Regions from separate parts of the Danio rerio genome. Here region 2 is linked to region 1. Evidence: chromatin contacts called from public HiCAR-type data. All regions are on one chromosome and are shown on one strand. The core of a region is the stretch at or near the end of the contact, and the rest is flanking DNA. Distances in the headings are between cores, read along the strand shown.

Region 1 (6,787 bases), core at 2,879-5,378:
GTACTTAACTCTGGAAATGACCAGTCTGGAACAGAAGATCACCATGTAACTGAGCAGTCAGAAACCGGAGATGCAAATATAACAGAACAGTTCTTGGTAGTTGGTCAAGATGAAAATAATCATTCTGCAGAAGATGGTGAAGAACAGTCGAGTCAGATAGGAACTGGGTTTCCAACTGAAGGTGAAACTTTTCAGGTAGTACAAGAAGATCAAAGATCTGATCAGCTGATGCTGGATGATATGTCTGAAAATTATCAGTCTGGAACAGCAGATCAAGATGTTACCTGCCATTCAGTTACAGGAGATCAAAGTGTACCTGATCAGTTCATAGCAGTTGGTCATGTTGAGTCAGATCAGTCCATAGTTGAAGGTAAAAATGAAGGTGGTATGGCTGTAAGTGTATTTCCAAACGAAGCAGGAACAAGTCAGTTAATATTGGCGGATCAATGTGAATCCGATCAGTTAATGGTTGTTGACTCTGAAAATGACCAGGCTGTAACATCAGTTCAGAGTGGAGATGTTCAGTCTGTATTACCACAAACAGCGGAAATAAGTCATTTAGTGTTGGGTAATCAATGTGAATCTGATCAGCTCATGGTAGTTGAGTCTGGAAGTGATCAGCTTGTAACAGGAAATCTAACCAATCAGTCATCTTCAGATCAAAATTTAACTGATGCATTCGTTGAAGTTACAGCTTCTCAGCCTATAGTAGAATGTCCAAGTGGATCTGGGTTAGCAGATGCAGGTGGAAATAACCAGGTAGTGTCAGGGAATCATGATGGAGATCAGCTTGTGGCTGATGAACCCTGTGCAAATGGTCAGTCTGTTGTAGAAAGTCAAGGAGCAGCTATTATTGCAACTAATCAAAGTGTACCTGATGAGCCTATGGAAGTTAGTCAGGGGGGATCAGACCAGATAGTACCAGGGAATCAAAGTGAAATTGATCAGTCTATTACAGTAGATCAGGATGGCTCCAATCAACCTAAATTAACTGCAGAACGTGGCACAAATCAGTTTAATTCAACGGCTTCACATGGCTCTGCCCAAGAAACTGCAGCAGTTAACGTTTGCCTCAGTCACCCATTTGAAACTCCAAGTGTTACTGATTATTGCTCACCTGCTTCACCTGAGGATATTACTGATCATCCTATAGCTGCAGATTCAGTCACAGATCAGTCTGAAGTAAAGGTTGTGGATGGTACAGAACAAGTAGTTACCCCGGATGACTCTGCGCATAAACAAAATATTTTTACTCCCTATGATGCTGTTGCTCGAGAAGATTTGCTCAAAGAACTCTGCAGGATAAAGTTCTTTTCTATAGTCGCTGAAGACGAGTTGATAATTGATGGCCAACCATTTATCCCTGTAGCAATACACTACCTGGACAAACAAGATATTCAGTGTGAAAAAATATTAGCATTTCTCCCAGTTTCCACAAACGTTGCTTCATTTGTGGATTCTCTCATCATCGTCCTCTCTGAGAAGTGGGGGCTAAATTTGGCACTTTGTAGAAGTCAAACATTGGCAAGATCTGATACCCATGCCTCGCAGATGACTCCGGCGTCAGCTTTGCTTTCCCAGAGACTCCCTCATGCTTTCAGTTTCCCGAAACCTATACCTCTGAAGTCTTTGCTAGCCAGTTTATCCTCCCTGAGAGAGGTAACTCAAAGTTTTGAGTACTTAGAGCAGCTGTTTATGTGGTTCTCTGAGGATCATCAGCGTCGTGTAAGACTAGAGGATGCTGTTGTACATTTGTTCCAGAAGGACGAAAGGAAGGCCAGAGAGCTAAAGGCAATGATCAGCAGCAATCAACTGGCAATGAGCCATGAGGTTCTGGAACTTACTACAGACATTCTAGAGGCCATCGTCCTTTGCTTGAATGAGATGAAAGGAAACCAAGATAATGAGCCAAACGCAGCACAGGCCCAGAGCTTCCTTTCTGCAATCCAAAACTTTGACTTCATATTGACAGTTTTGATTATGAAAAACATCTTGAGCCTCACCAAAAACCTAAGCCTGAGTCTTCAGGGAAATTCTCATGATGTATATCAAGCTGTAAACCGCCTGTCTGATGTCCTGCCCTCTCTCAGTGAAATGAAGAACCGTCTTGAGTCGCACCATGAAACCTGGTTTCAAGAAGCAGTTTCTTTAGCTTCTAAGCTGCAGGTACCATCACTACAAACACCAATAAATGTGCACTACAAAGAGGACATCAGTAAAGGGGCCATTGAGCACTGTATTTCCGAGGTGAAAGGAGTCTCCCTGGATGTTCTGTCTGCTCTTCGCTGCTTGCAGGTTGTGCCTTATGTCATGTCCAAAGTGGAAGGATGCTGCAAGGACACAGAGTTTGTCAAAGTGTTTAAGGATGACTTGCCTGACCCAAGCTCCTTACAGGCTGAGCTGCAAAGGTGGAGGGACAGGTGGCAAGACTCTATCGCTACTCATCAACACCTACCTGACACCGTCCTTGGCACACTGAAAGTTTCTGACATCCAGACTTTTCCCAACATTTTAACCATCCTTCGGCTCCTTGCAGTCCTGCCTTTTTCCAGCATGCAGAGTAGACAAGGAAAGGTGAATTCTGAGCTGTACCCTCTGTAATAGGCTTGGCTTAGTTGACCTCAAACAAGCTGTCCTTTAGGATGTCATACACTGCTGAAACTTCAGAATGTCCCACTGTATTCGCTAAACTGTAGATCACATCTGACTGTAGGTTTCAGTATGTTTGTTTTATTAGTTAATGATTACAAATTAGACCTGTACACTTTAAGTATAATCACATGATTGTTTTATTGGTGTTTTGTCTTTTTTTATTATTATCTGTTTTTCCTTTTACATATGTGGCATGAAAAAAGAGGACTGCCAATTGGGACCAATGTCTTGCCAAAAAAAAAAAAAAAAAAGAAAGAAAGAGAGAGAATAGGATGCCCTTGTGGGCTCTTACTGCTTTGTGCCTTTATGCAAAAACCCTACATAAGTCTTTAAATCAAGAGACAAAAAGTCTGGATGGACATTTTCACCCCAGACTTTTTGGAAATTTCCGAATATCTTCAGGAACTTTTAAAGACTTCAAATCACGTAAATCCTCTAAAATGCATTGGGGGGGAAGTTCATCACAATGAATTACGCTGGTTGTGTTATATTGTCACAATGTCATCCCATGGCACAAACAAAAAACGAGTCTGTCTCTGTATCATTATGTGTTACAATGGTTGATTTGTTTGCAGTTTTATTTAGATCAATGGATTTTTCTGTAAACATTTCTCCCATAAGCCCTCCTCATGAAGGAAGCATTCATATATATTTGACTAAAATAAACAAAATTGTTGAAAATAAGCCATGCATTTATTTTAAAGTTTTTGTCTGACGCTGTAATGTTTAAGGGTGTTCACAAGATGGCAGTGTATGCCTTTCCCAGTTTTGGGAGTACTTGTTAGTAAGTAATGGTTCATCCATTTTTGCACTAGGATTTTTACCTCCACTAATTTAACAAGAAGATTCATTTAGTCACTATAAATCAAGAAAAATGTCTTTGAAATTTATTAATTAGTGATTGATTAGATTTTGTTTCATTTTCTCCAATGCCATGAATGTAATGCTGGCAGGTTCATTATTGTTTTATTTAATAATAGCCACTCACTCCATTGTTAATGGTATAATATTTAACAATTTTGTGGTTGTTGTCTAACATCTCATGTCATTGTCCTTATTTATTTAGTACCTTACTTAGGTAGATTTTAGTTCTTTAATGCGTACTGATTTATCCTTTGCCATTTTTTCTTTCTTTAAACTAAGAAAAATCTTGTTTCTGTTCACTACTTCCTGCCGGTTTCCTCTACTCTCCCACTAAGTCAACGTAGTTAATGATTAATGTCTCCACTTTATAATGCTTTTTAAAAAAAGAGTTTAGGCTTTTCAAAAAGTAGCTTTGGCCCCCTGTAGCCTGTTGATGATTTGCAGTCATTCTTTAACCCCTTGGTTCATGGACTGCAGATCCATCACAGAATATTGTTTTCAGGAGTAGAATTTGAAATGTCGTTGAGAAGCAATCAGTCTCTCATTTCCATGTAACCTTGGACCTATGATTCACCCTTGGGGACTAGAGCTTTTGACCTTTTAGGGTCATATCTTGTGAGAGCGGCAGTAGATGTGGTTGAAAAGCCAGGAACATAAAGCTATTAACAGACAACGTCACAGTAATTGCAACTACAAATCAATCAAGCCCTTGTTTATCACTTTATTGTGGCAGGATGACAGAGTCAAGATGACTATGACTTGCCGTCCAAAGAAAGTAGTAGAGTAGTGGTCTGAAATCAATGAAGACTATTTCTTTAAGAATGCAAGATACTTGATTTTTATTTCTTTTCGCCATAGAGTAGGACTTTCAAGTTTCCGCCAAGGGCCTAAGTTTACTCCAAGACAAATATGTCGTTTTTTTTTTTTTTTAAAGAATCAACTCTTAATCAAACCATTTTGTTCAAATGCATTCATACTCTTATCCTTTTCTGTTGTTAATTGGTAAAGAGTGGTTAGACAATAGCGCAACACATGTCTATCCCAAAAACAATTGCTTCCCAAAGGATTTTTTGATGCGGCATTGGATAATGCCCTGACAAGCCAAGTCCTTGTCCGTCTTTCATCGACAAATGCATTTTGCATACCATGGTGGTTTTGATTTTCTCCCTATTTTCCACAAGAAATAAATTATCATCTGTGTGATCTTCTGGCCAGATTGTTGTGAATGTTTTGTTATACTCATTGTGCACAATGTTATATACAGTATTTAAATATTTAACTCATTTTTCTCATCTTTAGCCCCCCCTTAAATTCAAATGAAGAAAAAAAGTTGCAACACTCAGTGTCAGGTGAGTTTCTATTTTTGTTACTTTTAGCTACTTTACTGTAGATCGGAAGACATATCCGACTTAAATAGCTAGCAAATCAGTTGCAACCTGCTCTTTATAAATACAGTACTATTATTGTTCATTTTTTTCTTTAACTTAAAAAGGCCATGTAAGTCCAACTTAAACAGTTTACAATGAACATATTACACAAAGATCACTTATATATATATATATATATATATGTATATATATATATATATATATATATATATATATATATATATATATATATATATATATGTATATATATATATATATGTATATATATATATATGTATATATATATATATATATATATATATATATATATATATGTATATATATATATATATATATGTATATATATATATATGTATATATATATATATATGTATATATATATATATATATATATACATATATATATATATATGTATATATATATATATATGTATATATATATATATATGTATATATATATATATATATATATATACACGTATATATATATATATGTATATATATATATATATATATATATATATATATATATATATATATATATATATATATATATATACATACATATATATACACACACACACATTGTTTTGTAAGCCTTTTCCAGGCTAATAACAGGAGCCTTAATACCTCAGGAGCCATTAACAGCAGCTGAAATACTGAGATACTTTATTTTCTTGCGATCCGCTATCTGAGAATAGTGCATTTCCTCTCTCTCTCTCATGTCCAAAAGCACTCAGTCTGAACGTTGTTTCGCTTGGTGTGTTCATCTGGAGCATCCTCTGCTCTGATCACACTGAAGAGGGCTCATGTATGCTCTGTCTGTAGGCCGATACAGAGCTGCCCTCTGCCTTCTCTCTGAACAAGAGTCTGATTGTGTCTGCTCAGCTTGGTGTGAAAGAGCTATCTCTTCGTGTTCCCCATGCTGATCCACAGAGCAAACGGATCCGTCTCCTCTGTCGGCTGGCCAGCGCTGTTTGCAGACAGGATTATGTCTGAGTTCTCCACTCTTCAAGTTTTCCAAGACTCTCCCACATCAGCTTTTAATTCAAATATATGCTCCTCCATATGCAATAATAACACTGGGGAAAAAGCACTTCTTTTTGTGACTAATTGTTTTGATTATTTCAGTTTTTGTTTAATATAGAAAGAATACAGCATATGGCTGACTTTATTGTTAAACAACCCCGAATCCCCACCCAGGTAGACATATATTCTATAATAACAGAAATTAAAAGATTGCTGTAAGAAATAAAAGAAAACAAAAAGTCAAACCAAATAAAGAGTAGAAGTTAAAGTACAAATAAATATCTATTACATCATGAGATATACATAAAGTACTTAAAAACAGAAAAGCTGTCCATTAGAAATTAGAAACAAAAGATTTGACCATATCAAAAGCTATATTCCAGGACTTAACAGCTTTTAACCGAGCTCCATGTATGTGCGCTGTTGAAAGTCAAATAATGTCCAGCAAACTAAGGCCCCATTGGCGTCTACTCAATATGTGAGGAGGGATCCAGCGGCAAACCAAGAGATAAAAGCACTTCTGAAGTGAAATTTAATTTTCATAGTCGATATTTTGCATTTACTCATTAGCAATAACAGTATGCTATGATGCTAATGAGGTTCAGAAGAGAGGTTCTTTTGTAGCATGATGTGTTCTAATTTTAATAGACACAGTAAAAGGTATGGTTCATGCCAAACATGAAAACTGAATACATTTACATGTTTTACATTTCTGTTGAACACAAATTAATTTGTTTTAAAGAATGTTGGAAAGCAGCAGCCATTGACTTGCATAATATTTTTTTGTTCTTATTATGGATGTCAATGGCTGCTGGTTTCCAGCATTGTTAAATTAAAGTCCTTTTTTCAACATA
Region 2 (6,787 bases), core at 2,244-4,743, 370 kb after region 1:
GAATGTCCTAGAAAGAATGAAGCTTGTCAAACCATTCTGCTACATTCTGCTGCCCAAATGTTGCATTGTTTGCTGCTGGTAAAAACGAACATCTTGAACAGCCAACTGCAAGATACAAACACACATTAGAACATACTGCTGTTCATTTGTTGCTGCCTTTCCTTCTCGATGTGCCTTCTCAAAAACTCCTAGATGTCGTTCTTATGCTTACTTTTTTATTTTGTTTAATATAATTTATCTTACTATAGTTAGTAGGAATTTTTGTCAGTGTTTTTACCTTTAGCTGTTATAATATTATATAATATTATTACACGTTGCAAAAGCAAAACATTTTCATTTTATTTTATGAATTAGTTTACATTTTATACATATTGTCCTAGCTATATCTTACTGAATTATTCATAATGTTGAAGTATTTGTATATATACAAATATATATATATATTTGTATTATATATATATATATATGTGTTGCATTAGTTATTTGTAGCAGTTATTTTTTGTTTTCTACATAGTCCTAAACTAAAACTTTATTTTACTTAATTTTGTATTTTTGAGCAGTTTCTAAAAGCATAAAAAGAAAAAGAAAAGAAAAATAATTTGTTTCTGTTAACTAATATGAAAACTAAAATAAAATTGAACTAAACCAAGTAGTTATTATAATATTTCATAGTATAACTAATATTATTATAATAATATAAATTAATAATTAATGATATTTTTTACATTTATGAAATAAAATTGTGAATTTGATATTGGAAAAAAATAACCAATTATCCTATTAATTTTAACATTTTTACATTACATTTTTGTTAATACATAAGAATGTTATTTCAGAAAGCACAACATAAACCAGTATATTAATAGTAGGTTTGGACGATGTCGACCAATTTAGTATCATATGATGTCTAATGTGAAACATCGCGATGGGCGATGGCATCATCATCCAACCGTAATTAAGAGTTAACTTATCTAACTTAATTGCTCAAATGAAAAAAGTACAAAATATGAATAAAATAAAAATTATAAAATAATAATAAAACAAAACAAAAACACAAAACAAAAAGACAAAAATCAAAACAAAATAAAATTATTGTTTTATTTAAAATTTAATTAAACTATTTTTTACAAATTTTATAAATTCAATAAACTAAACTAAACTAAACTAAATTAAATTAAATTTTATTTTATTTAAATATGCTTTTTTAATTAATTTAATTCCATTTTATTTTATTGAGTTTATTAAATTAATTATTTTAAAAATTAAATTAAATTAAATTAAATACATCTCATTCTTTCACCTGTTTTTTAATAGTTTACCCAAAAATGAAAATTTACTCATTTACTCACTATTTATCCATTTTATGTGTTTCTACATTCTGCTGAAAAACAAAAAACGATAGTTTGAAGAATGCAAAAAAAAAAAAAAAAAAAAAACTGTAACCATTAACATTAATAGTAAAAAAAAAAAAGTGACGAGTGACTAAATGATGACAGCATTTTCAGTTTTAGGTAAACTGTCCCTTTAAGCAGCTGCTTCTACGGAACATTCCATGGATCCCGTTGTGTGTCTATGAGTGTGTGTGTAAAGACAAAGAAAGGAAATGAAATACAGTCTGTCTCGCTGGTATCTGCAAAACTAAGGGATGAAAAATGTTTTCTGTCTCTTTTTCTGTTTGCACAAATGCTGATAAATGCCCTCATATCAGGTGACAGCCAGTCCTCTGTTGTTTTTGCCATTCCTACACATCCTCTTTCCCCTCCTGGAGACACAGGTCACACACAGTCAAAAAGCCAAAGATCTGCTAACATATCATGTCTAAATTACTTAAAAGTCGAAAGTAACTTTACAATCAACCTGCCAAAAAGCACTGCACTGGTATGATTATACCTGTGTCACTGATTGATACACTTTTCACCACAGGCTAATAATTACAATCACAGTACATAAATCAGAGATAACACACGCTAAAAATGCGATATATTGGGTGGTGCTCACAAAAATACAGCACATCTGTTCACCTGCATCCAAATATCCTTCACAAAAAAGAAACTAAAATACAAAGTGAGAAAGTTATGTGACACGAAAAAATCCAGAGAGCAAGCAATTCTGCTCATTATTTTGGATTATTTGTTTATTATGTAAAGAAACACTCCACTCTTTTGGAAATAGGCTCATTTTTCAAGTCAACCAGAGTTAGACAGTTGAGTTTTACCATTTTGTAATCCATTCAGCCGATCTCGGGGTCTGGCAGAAGCACTTTTAGCTTAGCATAAATCATTGAATGGGATTAGACCATTAGCATCTCAATGCTAAAAAAATGTTATTTTGATACTTTTTCCTATTTAAAGCTTGACTTTTCTGTAGTTACATTGTGCACTAAGACCAACGGGAAAAGAAAAGTTGCTATTTTCTAAAATGCAGAGTGAAAGGAACTTGGAAAAAAAAAAACCTATTTGTTAAAAAAAAGTCTTTGCTCTGCTGATTATTTTATAATCATTATTGAATCATTAGTTTAAATATTTGAAGGAACAATATCTCTTCTCAAGAAATAGGATCATTTTACAAGTCACCCAGAGTTACACAGTTGAGTTTTACCATTTTTTAATCCATTTAGCCGATCTCCGGGTCTGGCGGTATACTTTGAGCTTAGTTTAGCATAGATCACTGAATCGGATTGGACCATTAACATCTTGCTCAAAAAAAAAATTAAAATAAATAAAAAAATTAAATTAAATTTACAACACAAAACACACATATATATACACACATATATATATATATATATATATATATATATATATATATATATATATATAGATATAGATATAGATATAGATATATATATATATATATATATATATATATATATATATATATATATATATATATATATATATATATATATATATTAGTGCTGTCAAAATTAGTGTGTTAACGCATGCGATTAACGCAGCTGCAGTTTTTTTATTTCCTGTTGTGGTCGACGTGTGTTCAACATGCAAAGAAATATGGATAAGGAGACCAAGGAAGCGCATTTTTAAGGCAAGTTTCAGTATAAAACAATTACTGTCACATATACACACATATATACACATATATATATATATATATATTTATATACATACAAACATACATTATATATATATATATATATATATATATATATATATATATATATATATATATATATATATATATATATATATATATATATATATATATATACATACATATGTATATATACATATATACATATGTATATACGTATATATATTGGGTGGTGCTCACAAAAAAACACACCACATCAGTTCACCTACATCTATCAACAAAAAAAGAAGAAAAGAAACAAAAAGTGTTTTGCTGCACAATGAGCAAGTGACACGATACGGAAAAAATCCAGAGCACAAACAACTGGTAGGGATGTGAGCCTGAACGGAAAAGCAAACAAACAGGCCTGTAATGGACAGTGAACCCGTACCTGCTGCTGAGAGCAGGAGAATGTCAACACACGCCTCCGTCTCCACACACCTCAGAGATCGCCATTGTCTCCAGCACTAGAGGAGCTGATAAGATTGTGCTCAATGGAAATATTTTGAGCTCTGACATTCCTGCCTGGTGTTTGCCAAGTACGAACGATCCCTTTGCACACTTCGCCCTTACATCATCCGTGATCATTTCTGCTCAATAAGAGTCGCATTTAAAAATACATTTTTGGCGTAGCTGTTTTTAAAAAGCAAAGATCAAGGTGGATGATAAGTAGAGTTATTGTCTCCAATTAGAAAGAAGGGGTTCTGTCTGAAATGTGAATAGATTTGTACTTTAGTTGTAACTCTGTAGTTGAGTTGATTTGTTCTGTCAATGTGTCAAGTCAAAAGAATGACAATAAGCATGAATTTATCAGGTAAAATTGGAAAATACTATCGATTAGAGTACTTAAAAAGTGGTTAAAAGCAAAATAGCAGTGCTTACATAAATAGTCTAATGCAGTGGTGGAGATCTACAGTTAAAACTGTAACTGTAAAAGTTAGGGTTAGGGTTAGCTGAAAAATATCTAGTATATTATTATTTACGGGGCGAGGCAGTGGCACAGTAGGTAGTGCTGTCGCCTCACCACAAGAAGGTCGGTGGGTCGCTGGTTCGAACCTCGGCTCAGTTGGCGTTTCTGTGTGGAGTTTGCATGTTCTCCCTGCCTTCGCATAGGTTTCCTCCGGGTGCTCCGGTTTCCCCCACAGTCCAAAGACATGTGGTACAGGTGAATTGGGTAGGCTAAATTGTCCGTAGTGTATGAGTGTGAATGTGAATGTGTGTGTAAATATTTCCCAGAGATGGGTTGCGGCTGGAAGGGCATCCACTGCATAAAAACTTGCTGGATAAGTTGGCGGTTCATTCCGCTGTGGCGACCCCGGATTAATAAAGGGACTAAGCCGACAAGAAAATTAATGAATGAATGAATGAAAATATTATTTACTGTCATTATGGAAAAGATAAATTTAATCAGTTGAAATAATTTTTTAAAACTATTATGCTTAGAAATGTGCTGAAACAATCTTCCCAGAACAGAAATTGGGGAAAAAAAATAAACAGGGGCGCTAATAATTCAGGGGGGGTTAATAATTCTGACTTGAACTGTATATCTCAATATAAGTTGTTAATACTTCCAGATTTAAAAGAATACCGCAACAATGACTGAAGCCACAAAAATTAGAGGGTCCATTAAATGGCATTACATATTCAGATGATAAATTTTCGGTGACCAAAAAAAAAAAAAAAAACACACTTTTAAGATTCCCATTGTTACACGTTTCTACTGTGTGAATGGCTTTTAGATCAATAAAGAGTAAACAAAATCATTGTTTATCATTGGTATTGACATAAATTTTATCGCTCTTCGATAAAATATGTTTATTGGCCCAGCCCTAGTTTCATCTTGACCAAATCTTTTGTTATGAAACATTATATTTGATTTGTTACTTGGATTGAAAAATAGCTAAGCAAAATACACTAGGTTTATACATGAATCTTAAGCTATTAGTATGATTAGTATGATGACCTTTTTCTTTTAGTTTCTTTCTTTCATTTTGACTATTGTATTTGTATTAATATTTCATTGCATATTCTCGTGTCTGCATATTGTAATCTATGTTCAATGCATTGTTATAGCCATAACCCCCCAAAAAAACTCATCTTGAAATCGTTGAATGCATCCTGGCATATTGGTTTGTCATATTTGCAAGGCTTAAGTTGAACAATAAATATTACAGAGTTACTGTCTCTCGAAAGAAAGAAGAGGCCAGCAGGATTAGGGCATTGGCTTGACTTGATACAGTAAAACCGACGTCATTGTTACGGTTCATATCAAGTACCGATGAGGTGTCTGGAGAAGCTCTGATATGGTAAAGACCATTTATTTTCCAACTCACTATAAGTGGCCCGCTTACAAAACAGACTGGGCCAACTGACCAAACAGAGTTTAGTAGGCTCACAAAAAGGTGGGGTTAAGAGGGATTGGATTCTTAAACAAAGCATAGCAGACACTGAGAACAGAGATGATGCTCAAGTGAATACTTAAAATACATATATAAGTGTTTTTGACACTGAATGGAAATAGAACTAAGAGATGTCTTAAACAATAGTTGAAAAACAACATAATAAGAAGCACAAACTCTGTGGCATTCTTGTGTGTTGGGATTGGAAGAAAAAGATATTAATATACAGCATATTGTTTGTTCAAACTACTTAATTAAAACAAACAAAAACTAAACTATTCTTGTTTCTGGTTCTGGTTTGTTAATTGATTTTTAAATGATAATCTGCTGTTAGCATGTGATACTGTTATTGTTTGATGATCCTGCATTTGACACATATATTTGTATATATTATACATCTTTCTATACATGTCATATCTGAGATGTCATGGCTTTTAATGCCATGTGTGATTAAAGTCAACAAAGAGGACAGCACAGCTTAAGACCAACTCTCTGTTTCTCTCTGTTTTTTATTCAGTTTAAAGACCTCCAGAGTGAGGTCTGCAACATCTGTATCAGCATTATTAATAAATAAAAATATTTAATTACCAGCCAATGAATGTATTTTTTCCACTGGCTGATCCATTTGTGCACTACTGGCCATAATGATATTGTTAACATGGGCACTTTCAAATTACAGTGATTCATAGTAATTTATTTTCAAAAACAAACATTTATGCTAGTTATTGTCAAATATAAACATTTCCATATGTTAATCTTGATTAAAAAAAATTTAAAAATAAATAAATAAAAAGAGTATTTTTTCATCGTTTTTTCAAATTTTACATATTGTGTGACAAATCCCAAGCATGCTGATTAATCAACGAAAAAATATAATTTCTTAATGTGAGCCAAAAAGCATTCATTTATTCATGTATTCTGTAACTGGACCAAACGGGGAAAATCTTTCTGGAAAAGGCAGCTACAGGAGGTCTAGATGTAAGCTGCAGATTTGCTGTTTTTTAGGCCCGCAAAAAGTTCAGTTCCTCCAACTCACAGCGAGGAGTTACTCAAATCCAGCTGACCAGACATTACTACAGCTTCGGGACCGAGCTACATTATGAGCTTTACATAAATTTGTATTAAAACATTACGACCATCCAAAGCAACAGAAAGGGAAAAACATTAAGCGCACGTTCACCTCTACAGCACATGCCAACGGAGAATTGAATGTGGAGTACTAAATGAACATGGTCTACGTCAACGTTTCATGTAGACTAATGTCAATAAAAACAGCATTTTATTCAAACTTATTTTTT

Evidence for each region. HiCAR-type assays count read pairs that join an accessible place to other places.
Region 2: a HiCAR-type map of caudal fin shows a contact between it and region 1, with 14 times the contacts expected there. The contact joins two enhancer-like sites. A contact is called at or near these places in 7 of 18 Hi-C or Micro-C datasets (caudal fin, embryo, fibroblasts and 2 more) and 1 of 4 datasets of contacts at active chromatin or transcription factors (caudal fin).

The regions. Positions count from the first base shown.
Region 1 is chr10:37,078,518-37,085,304 of GRCz12tu, forward strand. si:dkey-250d21.1 reads left to right here. Exons shown (of 14, transcript XM_002663575.8): 14 at 1-3,336. The coding sequence ends at 2,601. It also overlaps a transcript of lhfpl6 not described here. Among named protein-coding and RNA genes, the nearest start is that of si:dkey-250d21.1, 17 kb to the left of the region's middle. Within about 2 kb of position 4,129, at least 9 of the 62 cell types and tissues checked have an H3K27ac peak or open chromatin away from gene starts, as enhancers often do.
Region 2 is chr10:37,446,343-37,453,129 of GRCz12tu, forward strand. The region is part of intron 6 of uvrag (UV radiation resistance associated gene); the gene reads right to left. Among named protein-coding and RNA genes, the nearest start is that of uvrag, 44 kb to the right of the region's middle. Within about 2 kb of position 3,494, at least 6 of the 62 cell types and tissues checked have an H3K27ac peak or open chromatin away from gene starts, as enhancers often do.